Regions from separate parts of the Mus musculus genome. Here regions 1, 2 and 4 are each linked to region 3. The links are chromatin contacts, called in public Hi-C and HiChIP or PLAC-seq maps. All regions are on one chromosome and are shown on one strand. The core of a region is the stretch at or near the end of the contact, and the rest is flanking DNA. Distances in the headings are between cores, read along the strand shown.

Region 1 (3,736 bases), core at 1,058-3,557, 420 kb before region 3:
TGATGCATGCCTATAATCCCAGGACTCCAGAGGCAGGAGCATGACTGTAAACTTCTTAAACTGACAAACAACAAGAAACAGGCTGAGGAGATGTACCAGTTAGTGAAGTGCATGTCATGACAGCTTAAGGAGGAGAATGCAGTACCTCTGCCCCCACGGGAAAGCCAGGCACGCATCTTTAATCCTCATACTGGAGAAGCAGAGACAAATGCATCCCTGAAGCTCAGTGGCTGCCCAGCCTAGGGGAATGCATGATAAGGTGTGGTGTGCTTGAGATAAACAGTGGGCATTGACATCCACCCTCCACACACGAGTACACACTTATGCGCATGGGATGGATGCAGCTCTGGTGCCCCAGTGCATGATGTGATGTCTAGGTTGGGTCCCAAGCTCTGCAGACACTTAAGTACGACAGCATACACTAACGTCTCAGCACTTGAGAAGTGGAGGCAGGAGGATCACCCTGAGCTACAGAATGAATTATGTCTGAGTCCAGTTTGGACTAAAGACTATCTCAACAGTAAAAACAGAACCCCTGTGTTACAATTCAGTAGTAGTTTACTAGCCTGACACATGTAATGCCCTGAGTTCATTTTTTCAGTACAAACAAACAAACATGTTGCAAGCAGGATGCTTTCCCTCTTCCAGTGTCCCTCATTGGTCTAGGGGAAGAAATCCAGCTGCCTTCCCATGGTGTCTGAGCAGGACCCGTCATAAGGTGGATTTTGTACAGATTTTGTACAGCTCTGTTACCATCTCTCCACTTCGCAAACTCTGAGCTCCAACCAACATTTCCTGGAGAAGACCCAGCTTGCTCCTCTCCTCAGCAAGTGGGCTCTGGCAGCAACCCTCTCCTCTTTGGAGCAGAGACCCTTCCTTTTTCTCTGTGTAGCCCTGGCTTTCTTGGAACTCACTCTGTAGACCAGGCTGGCCTCGAACTCAGAAATCCGCCTGCCTCTGCCTCCCAAGTGCTGGGATTAAAGGAGTGCGCTATCATGCCCAGCTCCACCATTGCTTTTTAAACCCCAGTTTAAATGCCCCTCTTCTGTAAAATTCTTGGCAATCCAAGTTGGTGCTAACTTCCCTTCCCTGTGAAGTCTACAGGCCTTAGGACACTATTTTTATAGCCGACAGTTACTACGTCATATCTCCTGAAAACACCACTCAGCGTATGTCAAACACAGCAACCCAATTAGTCTATGCAGGAACCAGAAAAGACTTATTTCCTTTCCAGGTGCGGAAAACGAGGCACAGATAGGCTGAGGTCATCACCCCAGGTCACATAGCAAGTGGCTACAGCATTTGTTCTTCATGCTTCTTGTGGGTCAATGCAGTGCACACTGTTACTGGCTAGAGCATGCCACCAGCCTGCTGGAGGTCAGGACAGCTGAGTGTCTACATATACATGTCTAGTTTTAGACAACTAACAAATCCTTTTGAAGGAGTAAATTCCGGAGTGAGCAAGTGGTCTGAAGAATATAGGAGAAAGAAAAAAAAAATCTGTTTTCTCATGCCAGATCAGCTACCAATCAGTTCAGAGCAAAGTCAGCCTGCCTCGCCTGTAGATGTATTCCAAAGGTCTCATTGACCATGGTGTTTTGTGAGGCTGGCTCATACGGTGCCCCTTCTGTGGCTCCCTAACCTTGGCTATGTGAATGATGACCTAGATATACGTTGATACTCAGGCCACCCTACAAGGACAGGGTGTTAGGACAGCTTACTTCCGTGGCCTCTGGGTGGTTGTCTAACTCCTGGGAGGAAGGCCAGGAAAGGTGTTCTCAGAAGCAGAGTTTCCAGGAGCCACCAGCCAGCAATCATGGTGTATGTGTGTCCCTGTGTCCGTGTGTCCCTGTGTCCATGTGTGTGTCTGTATGTGTATCTGTGAGTATGTACATTTGCCTGTGTGTGTCTGTGTGTGTCCATGTGTGTGTGTCTGTATATGTATCTGTGAGTATGTATATGTGCCTGTGTGTGCCTGTGTATCTGTGTGTGTGTCTCTGTGTGTATGCTGTGCCCTCCTTACCTAAGCACCACTTTATCCTTGGCCTCTAGCTCTGGTAAAATAGCAAAGCATCCAAGATGCTGCCTGTGGGAATCAGCCTGTGCCTCCATGCGCTGCACTTACGGGGTGGCTGTCCACATCCCCAAGGGGTGGACCAGCCTGTGGGCATCATGCAGAAGGCACTCAGTGAGCGCCTGAGCCTTACAAGGCCATGCCCTTCCCTGCTATGGCAGGTGTCCTCCTTCAGTGTCTGGGGCGGAGCCCAGCCCGGCTCTGCCAGTCAGAATGTCATGTCATGAAACTGGGCCTCAGCACTTCCTCGTCTCCCCAGCCTGACAACACCAGGAAGCTGGGGCCATGGGCTATCTCACGGGGTCCATGGCTGGTGCCTCGGTTCAGAGGAAGACATGGGCAGTGAGCCAACTGCTCTGGCAAGGCTGATTCGGGGAGCCTGGAGGGGAGGGGTAAGACTCCAAGAACATTCAGGCTTATTTTCTTCCTTCTCTGTTTCTCCCTTTAAAAAGAAACGAAGAAACCAGAGGCCTCTGTAGCCCGGGCTGGTCTTTAACTCTGTATATAGTCAACACTGGCCCTGAACTGGTGATCCTCCTGCCTCTGCATCCCATCTGCCACATTATACGCACAAATCCCCATGCCAGCTACTTTCCTTTATGTTTGTGTGTGCACATACTACGGTGAACTTGCGGAGGAGGTCAGAGGGACAACCTGTGGGAATCATGTTTTCTTCCCACCGTATGGGCCTCAGGGATCATCAGATTTGGTGGCAAGTTCCTTTCCCTGTTGAGCCATCGTGCAGCCCCTCAGCTTCCTTTCTTAACAAGTGACTGTGTTTCATTTATAATTAAAAAAAAAAAAACCATCCAACATAGTTATGATTCTTAATTGTAGGGTGTTTGGTTCATACTCATGATCCATGGAGGGAGAGTGAAGCAGGAAGACCAGGCTGAGTCCCAGGTTAGCCTGGGCAACAGAATCAGGCTATCTTTAAAGACCAGTCTTTATAACTAGAGTAAAGCAGACATAGAGTAGCATTCAGGCCGGTGGCACACACCTGTAATTGCCACTTGGAAGGCAGCAACAGGGGGATTACTACAAGTTGGAAGGTAGCCTGGGCTACATATGGAGACCCCGTCTTGAGATAAAGCAAAACATAAAACAAAAACAAAATATGAGCTGGGTATAGTAGCAAAGCCCTCCCAGCACTTGGGAAGCAGAGGCAGGAGGATCAGTGAGTTCAAGGGCCAGCCTGGGCTACATGAAGTTCTGTTTCCAAACAACAAGCTAAGCAGCATCCCAAACAGTTATCACAAAGGCAGAGACAGTACCCCTCAAAGCTCAGTGGGTGCCCCTCCGGCCTCCCAGGACTTGGTGTTCTTGCCTGGACTCTATAAAGTGGGGTGGACCCCACCTACCTTGGGATGGTTGGACTACAGAGGCTGAGGCACGCCCACAGACCCTGAAAAGCAGGGCAGAGGAGGGAGGTGTTTGCTGTCAGGCTCGCCCTTGTGGGAGGCTGGAGAGGCCCATCAGTTAAGGGTTCTTCCAGAGGGCCTGGTTCATTTGCCAGCACTAGAAGGCTGTTACTACAGTTCCAGGGATCCAATGTCGTCTTCTGGCCTCTGTGGGCAGCACACACACACATAGCACAGAGACTTATATGCATTCAAAAACACTCACGCCACAAACTAAAATAAATAAACCTCAAAAACCCTC
Region 2 (3,325 bases), core at 129-2,628, 260 kb after region 3:
ATTGTTTTTATTTTTTATTTTGCTCTTCTTTCTCTGTCACATAGACAAGTGGCTCACCCAATATGGGACATATATATATATTTTATTATTATTATTATTATTATTATTATTATTATTATTATTATTATTATTATATGTAAGTACACTGTAGCTGTCTTCAGACACTCCAGAAGAGGGCGTCAGATCTTGTTACAGATGGTTGTGAGCCACCATGTGGTTGCTGGGATTTGAACTCTGGACCTTCGGAAGAACAGTCGGGTGCTTTTACCCACTGAGCCATCTCACCAGCCCCGGACAGAGATTTTTGAGGAAACTTAAAAACAAGCATGGTTCTAGCGCAATCCATGGAATAGTTTAGAATACCTGGTATGCCTGGTGCAGGAGGCCGGAAGAGGTCGTGCCCTTAATCTCCTTTGACATTCATCTGGTAATGACATTAGCGTGTTGAGTGGACTAGTTTTTTAGTGTGTTCCAACATCATGTATCAGTCCTTGGGTACTCAACAATTCCTTGCAGAGTCCCACTGTAGTGAAGTGGTGTAGTGAGGTGCAGAAGAGACACAGAAAATAAGAAAAGTCTCCTGCCCATAAGCCAAAGGTGTAGGATAAAGGCTGTGGGTGGCGACCCTTTCTAGTGTTATATAGTGGCGTTGTCCTAGGCTAGAGCATAAAACAGCACTGTGCTAGCATAAAACAGCACTGTGCTAGTATGTGGCAATGGGAGTAAATTCTGAGAAACTTAAACAAGTGAAGGCTCTGAGATGGAAATGGAGCATTTCTAGTTTCTGGCTCCACTGTTTACCCAACTTGTGCTAAGGCTTTGTAAATCTTAAGGAGCCCCCTGGCGGCCACTGGGAACCCGTAGATATTCATTGTACGGATGAGGAAGCCGAGATGCAGAAAGGTGAGGAATTCAAAGGCTCACAGAGTAGGTGACACATTTTTATTTCCGCAAATCCTCCACAAATAACCGCCCACCAAATGTGAGTGCCACGTCGGTCCTTCAAGTCTCCGGGAATAAAAACCTCACCTAAGCAAGGCGGCCAACTTCTGTAGAGCCCGTGCCGTAGCGGAAGCTGCAGATGCATTGTGGAAAGCCTTTAAATTGTTCACAAGCGGCCGAGTTCGAGACCCTACAGCCTAACTGAAAAGGGTTGGATCCAGACGGGTGTCAGACTCTAGAGACCTTAGAAGGGATGGGAAGAAAACTGGAGGGTTTTTTGCCGGAATCCTGGCTAGCAAGACCTTTTCCCAGACGCTCACATTCGCTAAGGAATCTCAGGCTGCCTGAGTCCTCCTGCGGGAGCGAGAGTCCGTCTCTATGATACAAGAGACGTCGAGGCGGGCCTCTCTACCCCGCCCGGTGAGGCTGCGCAAGCGCAGTAGCTGAAGCACCGGAAAGATGGCGGAGGAAGGGTGAGTGTGTCTTCGGATCTCTCTATGGGGCTTTGAGGATCCGATGCCATCCTTTCTGTTTGTACTCTGGTGATACAAAAGGAAGCTGTGGGCTGTGGAGAGAAAAGAAAAAGGCTCCATAGTATGAAGTCAAGGTGGGGGCTGAGATGCTGTAGGGCTCCGCGACCAGGGATCGGGACGACTTTGGAAGCAGCGAGAAGAGGAACTGAGGTTCGGAGGGGCGAGTGGCTGCGTAGCGCCAGAGTTGAGTTCGCTCAGCTTGGCTGTCATGTCTTTCACAGTTTGGTACACACGTACAGTGTATTTTGATCGTATCACCTCCCCATCATCTCTTATTCCCCTGCGTCTTCCACCAAGCTCTTTCCCCCCAATTCCCCCTCCTGCTTTCATGTGCCCCCCCCCCCCACCTCATCCTAGCTCGACTTAATCATTACTCTTCTTGATGGATCTGTGATAGCCCCTTTCTGGATTTTACTAGAATTTCCTTGCCGCTAGTGACAGGTCATAGCCTACAGTTGTTAAAGCTCCACGGACCAAAACGAACCCAGAGAGCAAAGGTTTTTCCTGATTTTTAAAGGCTCTCGGGACGAGTGAGCATTACAGGAGCACGGCGAAGACTCATCAGAAACTTTAGGTCCCGGGAAGACCAGGATCTCGAATTGGTTTGGAAAGCCACCAAATGTTGGTTTGGCAATTTTCATTAATGTCAAATTTGTTCCTTTATCAGGGAAAGAAAAAAAATTCCTTTGGTTCCAGAAAATCTTCTGAAAAAGAGGAAGGCTTATCAAGCCCTCAAAGCCACTCAGGCAAAGCAGGCACTTTTGGCAAAGAGAGAGGTAATTCTGAGAGGGGGGGGGTTAGGATTTGTAGTGGACGGATTTTACTAAACGGTGTTCGTTGAACTAGATTTGTTATCAGATCCCTCACAGGTTTCTCCCTCATAGTCCTCCATTTAGCAAAGATTTACCCACCATCTTTCTGTGAGCAAAATGTTAGACCAGCCTTTAAGGGAAAAGTGAAGACATTTTCTGAATTCAAATTTAGTGGTAAAACCAAATTTGGCAGGGAAAAAAATAGATTATTTTAAAAATGTTTTGTTGGGGTTGGTTTGTTTCTTAGATGGGGTCTGTACATATGGTCTGGAATACTGTATGACCAGGCTGGCCTCAAACTAACAGATCAGCCTACTTAGGCCTCTAGAATGCTGCGATTAAATTGCTATCTGTGGCACACTTTTCAGCATTCTAGAAGGTTGAGACAGGAAAATGGAGAGTTTGGCTATATAAAGAGAACCTGTCTCAAACCAAAAGTATCCAACAATTTTAAAAGTTTATTTAGAATCACGTGTGGGCTGGAGAGATGGCTCAGCCCTTAAGAGCACTGACTGCTCTTCGGAAGGTCCTGAGTTCAAATCCCAGCAACCACATGGTAGCTCACAACCACCTATAATGAGATCTGACTCCCTCTTCAGGTGTGTGTAAAGACAGCTGCAGTGTACTTACATATAATAATAAATAAATCTTTGGGGGGAGGGTATAGGGAACTTTCGGGATAGTATTTGAAATGTAAATAAAGAAAATATCTAATTAAAAAAAAATTCCTGGTCATGGTGGCTCACCTTTAATCCCAGCACTCGGGAGGCAAAGGCAGGCGGATTTCTGAGTTCGAGGTCAGCCTGGTCTACAAAGTGAGTTCCAGGTCAGCCAGGGCTACACAGAGAAACCCTGTCTCGAAAAACCAATGTGTAGATTCTGCACACAGTATGTACAGGATTTTTGAACGCAAAGAGAAGAAAATCCTCTTGTTTAATGATGCCTAATATAGTGTTGAGTTTCCTAAACACCTGTATTAAATGTTACCAGCATATGAGCTCACCACAAACTTTTCTTCAGCCCTTAAGAGCACTGACT
Region 3 (3,311 bases), core at 642-3,141:
GTTTGGGATTAAAGGTGTGTGCTAAGGCTGAGCCACACCACAACTAGAAACAGATTCAAATATCCTGTAACAAAAAAGGAAGAATATGATCTAGTTACCCCCTTGTATGTGTGCGTGTGTGTTCTCATGCGTGCAGATTTTGGTCTCGGGAATTGAACAAGCACCCTTACCAGCTGAGCCATCTTGCTAACCCTGGGTGGGTGGGTAGGCTAGAGTGTAGAATTATCACCAGGGCCTTGACTTGTGCAGTTTTGGAAGCTGAAAGATCTTCAGATACATGCTGAAGACCCGAGAACCAGGCACGCTGATGGCTACCGGACCCTTTCCAAGTCCAGAAGCAGTGAAGGCGGGTGTCACAGCTCAAGGTTGCTCAGACATTTTGTCTGTCAGGCAAGAGATGGGTTTCAAGTGCCTTGCCCACAACAGTGAAGGTGAATTGTATTGTATTACTCCCACCTTGTCTGCAGGAGACCCTGAGGGATGCCTGATGTCCTAGATAGTACCACGTGTTATTACACTTTTTTCTGTCTACTCAGACTGATAATAATGTGTAATTTACAAATTAGGCTTGTCGTGAGTTTGACAATTAACATTACAAATGGAGACTGGAGAGAGGGCTCAGCAGCAGTTATGAGCTCTCACAGAAGACCTGGGATAGGTTCCCAGCTCCTACATGACAGGTCACAGGTTGTGACCACCTCTAGTTCCAGGGGACCTGCTGCCTTCTTCTGGGCTCCGAGGACTTGTTAGGACACTAGGCACACACAGAGCACATATGCACACATGAAGCGAACACTCATACATACAAAATAAAAATAAATAACCATGAAAGAAAGAAAACTTAAAATCCAGAGAAGTTAGGTTACTCTCCCAAAGTCAGTTAGCTAGCCAATAGGGAAACCAGGTTTAGAATACACAAATACTTATGTATGTTCACGGATGGTGGATGGGATAACACACCCCAAACCCTTCACGGTGGCTATGTCTGCCAAATGATGCTGAAGCTCTTAGGCAGTGGCTCTCACCCTTCCTAATGCTGTGACCCTTTAATACAGTGCCACACGTTGTGGCAATCCCAACCATAACATCATTTTTCTTGCTACTTCATGACTGTAATCCTGCTAAAGTCATGAGTTGTGATGTAAACATCTGACATGCAAGATATCTGATTTGCAGGACAGCTGATCTGTGAACCCTTGAAAGGGCTGTTTGTTCCCCCAAAATGGGTCATGACCCACAGGTTGAGAACCCACTGGGCTAAATTTAAAAAAAAAAAAACAAAAAACAAACAAAAAAAACTTTTCTCTTCCACTTTGTATACCAAATGAAATATAGGACTTTTATTTATATCTTAACTTCTTTCTCTCCCCCAGCCCCACCCCCTGGGCTAAGACAGAGTCTCACTGGCTATTCTGGCTGACTGGAACTCACTGTGCAAACTAGGCTGGCCTCAAACTCAGAAAGTTCTGCCTGATTCCAGAACATTCCAGGCATCACACCCTGCACATTTGAATTTCAACAGGAGACCAGATTTGCTCTTAGTGTTTACTGAGAATTTAAAAATTAAGGAAGATTAGGAATAGTGGTGCACACTTTTCATCCCAGGGCTTGGAAGACAGGGGCAGGTGGATCTCTGCACATTCCAGGCTAGCCTGGTCTACATAGGGAATTTCAGTGAGACCCTGTCTCAAGCAAGTAAAATGAAATGAAATGTTTGAGTTCGGTGTCTGAAATTCACAGTTAACTGAGTGTACATATTTGTATTTGCTAAGTCAGACAGCCCAGTCTTAGTTTGTCTTCTGTTGGCAGGGCCGGCAATTCCTTGGTTCCTCCACAATGAAATACCAATTCTCCAGGAATTCTGCCACCATCTGATAAGACTGATTCAGACATTCAAGTTACTCTAAGCTGTGGTGACATATTAACTAGGGGTAATTCAACGGCTATGCCTGAACCTCTGTCTTTGCTTTATTTTGTGTTTCATTTTATTGAATGAAAAAGAAGCTCTGTCAACTGGAAGAAATTTCAGGCGAGATCAAATTTCAGTTTGTCTCAGACTGGTCCTCCGAAGAATTCACCCTGTGCCACGCAGAGCTTCTTGTTCTCAAGTCCCTACTACTAAAAAGTAGGCATGGATCTTAACTGGCATTCTGGCTGCTGGCGTGGCACCATGGCTGGTTGCTAGAAGGGCATCCCAATATACATAGCTCGGGAGGAGAAGGACTTGATTTCCGCTTGAAGATGTCATTTTGAATTTCACTTTCTAGCTGCTTATGAAACCTAAAATAACAAAGCGACACAGAGTACTTCTGGGCTCCCAGCTGTGCCACCAGTCACAATTTTAAACAAACGCAAGCTCCATTGTTAAAGAGAGACTGCAGGCATAAGAAAGCCCAGCCCCACCGAGAAAGGCGAGCCTGAGAGGATGCCAGCCCTGGACAGGAGCGCCCCCTGCAGGCTCCCAGCAGTATCGCGGAGGAAACGGATCTGAAGAAGGCTCCAAGGTCATTTCAAACACAGTCCTAGAGAGTAGTTAGTTGTCTCTGCCTGAAGGGCCACTTGAGAGGAGGGTGAGGGTGTCCTTGCAATGAGCAGAATCAAAGGCAGAGGACCTAGTGACTTGAACTCGTACTCTACAGGGAATGCAGGACCTTCTGCTTGTGTTCAAGTCCCTGGGCAGGGTCGATGTTTGGTCCACTGACAGAATCGATATGAATGGTGAAGAATCCTGAAGTCTGGGTTAGGAATGTCATGGTACAAAGCTGTACTTGTTCTGCAGGATGATAGACAGGTGGACATGCACAGAGTAAGGGGAGGGAGAACCCTATCTCGGGATGAGTCCAAAGTGCTTCTTTCAACATCATCCCACACTTAAGATGCCAGGGATGGATCCAGGACCCTATGTTGGCTAGGCAGGCTTGTTATCAACTGACCTACATCCCTGCTGGTTCCCACACGCTGCTTTCTTTTTAAATATTTGTTTACTGCATGTTCAAGAATGTGTGAATGTGGGTACACACAGGTCACAGGGAGTGTGCACAGGTCAAAGGGAAGTTCTCAGACCTCTCCAGCTACCTTGAGGAATATAGGAATAAACTCAAATCATCAGGCATATACAAACATTTTGGCATATTTTTTTCAACCTACTTTAGTAAGGGTCCAACCTCCCCACTAGTCCACCACCCATCAGAGGTAGTGGGAAAGAAAGGTTATTAGGATATGGGGGAAGTGTACCTGTTTAGAAATAGTTCTTTGGAGCGACCCCAGTCTTTGTTGCTCTCAGTCCAGTCCACTAGCAAACACCAAACATG
Region 4 (3,323 bases), core at 295-2,794, 400 kb before region 3:
GTGTTGGGGCATCCCAGAGTACACTTAGGGTTCACTTGCCAGCACTGGTATCTTCTTTGCCTAGACACGCCCCCACTTGGTCCTGCTCTCTTCCCCATTACTGAAACCTGTGCTCTGTCAGAGACAGCCTTCCCTCTCCACTCTGAGGCTAGGTTCCCCTCAGAAATGCCTCTTCTCTTTCTCATGCACCTAAAGGCTGTCTTCCAGCAGAGGCCCCCAAAGGGCAGGAGGGCATACTCTTAGTTTTGCTTGCCTGCTGGTGAGAGATCTTTAGGTCAGGGAAAGGTGACATCTTGTTCTTGCCCTGGCCCCCAATGTAATCATTTGGGTGTTGAACAGAACTCCAAGTACCATAAAGGTGATGAGGAAGGCAGGTAAAACTAGGGAGTGATTGGTGACACACCCCTGTCTCCCACTTCAGACACCAGAAGCATGGATCAAAAACAAGAAGTGAGTACCGTTCCCCCATTTTCCCGGGGTTCCCCCCAGTTAAGAGTGTATAAACTGGAGATTGACAAAGAGATAGGAGTGTCCCATAGCCGGAGCTGGGGAAGGGCCAATTTATTTCCAGTAGTTTGCAAAGACACACCACCCTTGATTCAAAGGGTCCGCACTCTCCTCTGTCCCACCTCTGACTCTTCAGTCCGAGACCATAGACAACCCAGATCCAAGAGGACCTGGGCAAGAGCATGTGACACTCAGCCCCCTTCCCTCCCCACCCCCAACCAAACCAAACAAAGCTAATTTGATGTCGCAAATGGCTGGCAATCTGCTAACAGTGGCCTGCTCGCTGACTTTCCTTTCTCAAACAGAACGAACGGCAAGGGCACCTGAGGCAGGCTCTCTCTGCGGGACAGAGGAAGCGGAAAGGACTAGGGACAGACGTCTAGATCTCTGACTCAGAATGCGGATATGTGGTAGGAGACACAGCAAAGACAGCCACACAAACAGAAACCCTACCAAAGGTTATGAAGGGAGACAGGGAACGGCAGGTGAGGGCGGCAAGGATCGGCGGCCTCACTTCAGGGGTTCCCTGCACCTCTCTGACTCGGGCTGCCGCGCCTCCTTCCCCTTCCCAGCATCTCCTCAGCCGGTCCACAGGTTCCAACGTGTCCCTGCCCCAGCCCGCTTTCCCAGCGCCCAAGTGACGCCAGAGCCAGGAGGGAAGAGGCGCCACGGGGAACTCTCCCTTGTTTTTTTTTTTTTTTTTTCCCCCAGCCGGGGTGCACTCACCAAAGTCCCTGGTTCCCTCCTCTTGGGCCTCGTGGGTGAAAATCCAGGGTGGATTGGTGGCGTAGAGGGACGTGGTGGAGGGGTGGGCGTGCTTCTTCCCAAAGAGTTTGCTGAAAGTGCCCTGCATGGTCTGGTTCTTTTTCATGCTGCTGCAGGCCGATCTGTCCCCGAGGGAAGGACCTTCCGTCCCTAGGCCTGTCCTGCTCCAGACTGAACCCCGCAGCGTCTTCCCAGGGGACACTAGCAGGCCATGGTCCCCAGCCGCGCTCCCCGCCCGCGCACCCGGCGACAGGTGGTGCGGGCGCCGCCGCCGCTCGCCTGGAAATGCGAGCTACCTGGACAGGTAAGAGGCTGCCGCCCGGAGCCGGCCCCGCCCCGCCGCCCAACTCCCCGGGCCACATTCCTGCCTCCTTCCACAACAGCCTATTGTTGGCACCGTGCGCTGCGCGGAGGACCTCGCCCGGCCCACGCCCTGCTGGGGAGCAGAGCCGCCCCCTGCCGCGGGTTCCCTACCGGCACGCCCGATCCACCCCCACTTTTTTTTTTTTTTTTTTTTTTTTTCTGGACCAGGAAAAGCCCAAGGCGAGTTCCTTGAGTCTGTGAGCCCTTCCTGAGCAGATCAGGGTGGACAGTTTAGAAATGACTTGCATCCCAGAAAAGTACCTGCCTGGCCAAGCTAGCATGGCCCAGAGCATCCCGTGGGCCCTCTGACATGTGTGAGGGAGACTTCGATGAATACAAATGATGAATACACAGGAAGTTAGAGGCCAGGTAGAGTTAAGAAATTTCTGCACATTTTTTTTCCTTTTTTTTTTTTTTTTGTTGTTGTTGTTGTTGTTGTTGTTGTTGTTGTTGTTGTTTTTTTGTTTTTCCGAGACAGGAGTGCTGGGATTAAAGGCTTGTGCCACCACCGCCCGGCTAATTTCTGTACCATTTTTTGTTTGTTTGTTTGTTCGTTTGTTTTTGGTTTTGTTTTTGTTTTCGAGACAGGGTTCCTCTGTATAGCCCTAGCTGTCCTGGAACTCACTTTGTAGACCAGACTGGCCTCAAACTCAGAAATCTGCCTGCCTCTGCCTCGAAAGTTCTGGGATTAAAGGCGTGTGCCACCATCGCCCGGCTAGTTTCTGTACCATTAGAGAACACAGGAAGAAACTATCCTCATGGTTAGGCCTCCATATATATTAATATACTAATATATTAAATATTTAACATATTCAATATATAATTATTTTATATATTTCATATTGTTTCTTGTTTATTATTTATATTGTGTATATTATTAATATATTAAAGATAATATATTTAATACATTATATAGTGTGTATATTAGAGAGACCCTGCCATATATGTCATATACATACATGTATGTATTATGTATGTATGTATGTATGCATCTATCTATCTATCTATCTATCTATGTATGGCAGGGTCTGTCTATTATGTAGCCATTGCTGTCCTGAAATTTGTAGACCAGGCTGGACTTGAACTTATGACTATCTCAACTCTGTCTCCCAAGTGCTGGGATTAAATGCTCAGACCACCAAGCCCGATCTTAATGTATATTTCATGAAATAAAATTTAGTCTTTGGCAATTTCATACATAAACAATGTGTCTTGAGCATATCATGCAGGCTATCCCTCTCCCACTCTTCCCTCCCATCCCTTTCTCCTCTTCATCATCCCTCCCCGCCCCCCTTTAAATCTACTGGGTCTAGTTAGTGCTGCCTATCAGAAAGTTGACTGATCTCATTGGCCTGAGCCTGTATGGATAACCACATTGTAGTCTGTTTCAGAACACAATGACCACGTCATGCCCTGAACACAGCTCTAGAAAATTTGGTATTTTATAGACACCAGATTCTTCTCTCCTGGAATATTCTTTTGAGACAAAATGTTACTTTGTAGCTCTGGCTGGCATGAAACTTTCTATATAGACCAAGCTGGCTTTAAATTCATAGAGATCTGCCTGCCTTTGCTCCCAAGTACTGGGATTAAAGGTATACTGCATGCCTGACTATGAATGTAATTTTTAGAAACCAGATTTGGGGGGGCTGAGGAGATGGCTCAGAAGTAAAGAGCCCTGGCTGTCT

What was found. Hi-C and Micro-C count contacts between places; a contact is called where the count stands out from the background. HiChIP or PLAC-seq counts read pairs in DNA pulled down with a chosen protein or histone mark.
Region 1: an H3K4me3 HiChIP or PLAC-seq map of bone marrow-derived macrophages shows a contact between it and region 3, with 4 times the contacts expected there. The contact joins two enhancer-like sites. A contact is called at or near these places in 2 of 15 datasets of contacts at CTCF or cohesin (the NIH/3T3 cell line and embryonic stem cells), 2 of 484 Hi-C or Micro-C datasets (LSK cells and uterus), 6 of 115 datasets of contacts at active chromatin or transcription factors (bone marrow-derived macrophages, embryonic basal ganglia, embryonic hindbrain and 2 more) and 1 of 9 other capture datasets (embryonic stem cells).
Region 2: a contact with region 3 is called in an H3K4me3 HiChIP or PLAC-seq map of bone marrow-derived macrophages, with 4 times the contacts expected there. The contact joins the promoter of Rpl7l1 here to the enhancer-like site in region 3. A contact is called at or near these places in 5 of 39 promoter capture datasets (hippocampal neurons, liver, pre-B cells and 1 more), 1 of 15 datasets of contacts at CTCF or cohesin (the NIH/3T3 cell line), 9 of 484 Hi-C or Micro-C datasets (the Ba/F3 cell line, the N1E-115 cell line, cerebral cortex and 5 more) and 3 of 115 datasets of contacts at active chromatin or transcription factors (T-cell acute lymphoblastic leukemia, bone marrow-derived macrophages and embryonic stem cells).
Region 4: a Hi-C map of uterus shows a contact between it and region 3, with 2.6 times the contacts expected there. The contact joins the promoter of AI661453 here to the enhancer-like site in region 3. A contact is called at or near these places in 2 of 15 datasets of contacts at CTCF or cohesin (embryonic stem cells and stem cell-derived epiblast-like cells), 18 of 484 Hi-C or Micro-C datasets (the C2C12 cell line, the N1E-115 cell line, bone marrow-derived macrophages and 11 more), 10 of 115 datasets of contacts at active chromatin or transcription factors (bone marrow-derived macrophages, craniofacial prominence, embryonic basal ganglia and 4 more) and 3 of 9 other capture datasets (embryonic stem cells, liver and macrophages).

Annotation. Positions count from the first base shown.
Region 1 is chr17:47,453,457-47,457,192 of GRCm38.p6, reverse strand. All of the region lies in intron 2 of AI661453 (expressed sequence AI661453), which reads right to left. Among named protein-coding and RNA genes, the nearest start is that of AI661453, 19 kb to the right of the region's middle. Within about 2 kb of position 2,307, at least 85 of the 459 cell types and tissues checked have an H3K27ac peak or open chromatin away from gene starts, as enhancers often do. A contact at or near this core is called in bone marrow-derived macrophages and uterus, where this site is marked.
Region 2 is chr17:46,780,709-46,784,033 of GRCm38.p6, reverse strand. Rpl7l1 (ribosomal protein L7-like 1) reads left to right here and starts at 1,378. Exons shown (of 7, transcript NM_025433.3): 1 at 1,378-1,415; 2 at 2,143-2,251. The coding sequence starts at 1,402.
Region 3 is chr17:47,038,186-47,041,496 of GRCm38.p6, reverse strand. No RefSeq gene overlaps it. Among named protein-coding and RNA genes, the nearest start is that of Ubr2, 29 kb to the right of the region's middle. Within about 2 kb of position 1,891, at least 58 of the 459 cell types and tissues checked have an H3K27ac peak or open chromatin away from gene starts, as enhancers often do. A contact at or near this core is called in the Ba/F3 cell line, the C2C12 cell line, the N1E-115 cell line and 7 more, where this site is marked.
Region 4 is chr17:47,434,860-47,438,182 of GRCm38.p6, reverse strand. AI661453 (expressed sequence AI661453) reads right to left here and starts at 1,544. Exons shown (of 5, transcript NM_145489.2): 1 at 1,234-1,544. The coding sequence starts at 1,378. It also overlaps a transcript of 1700001C19Rik not described here.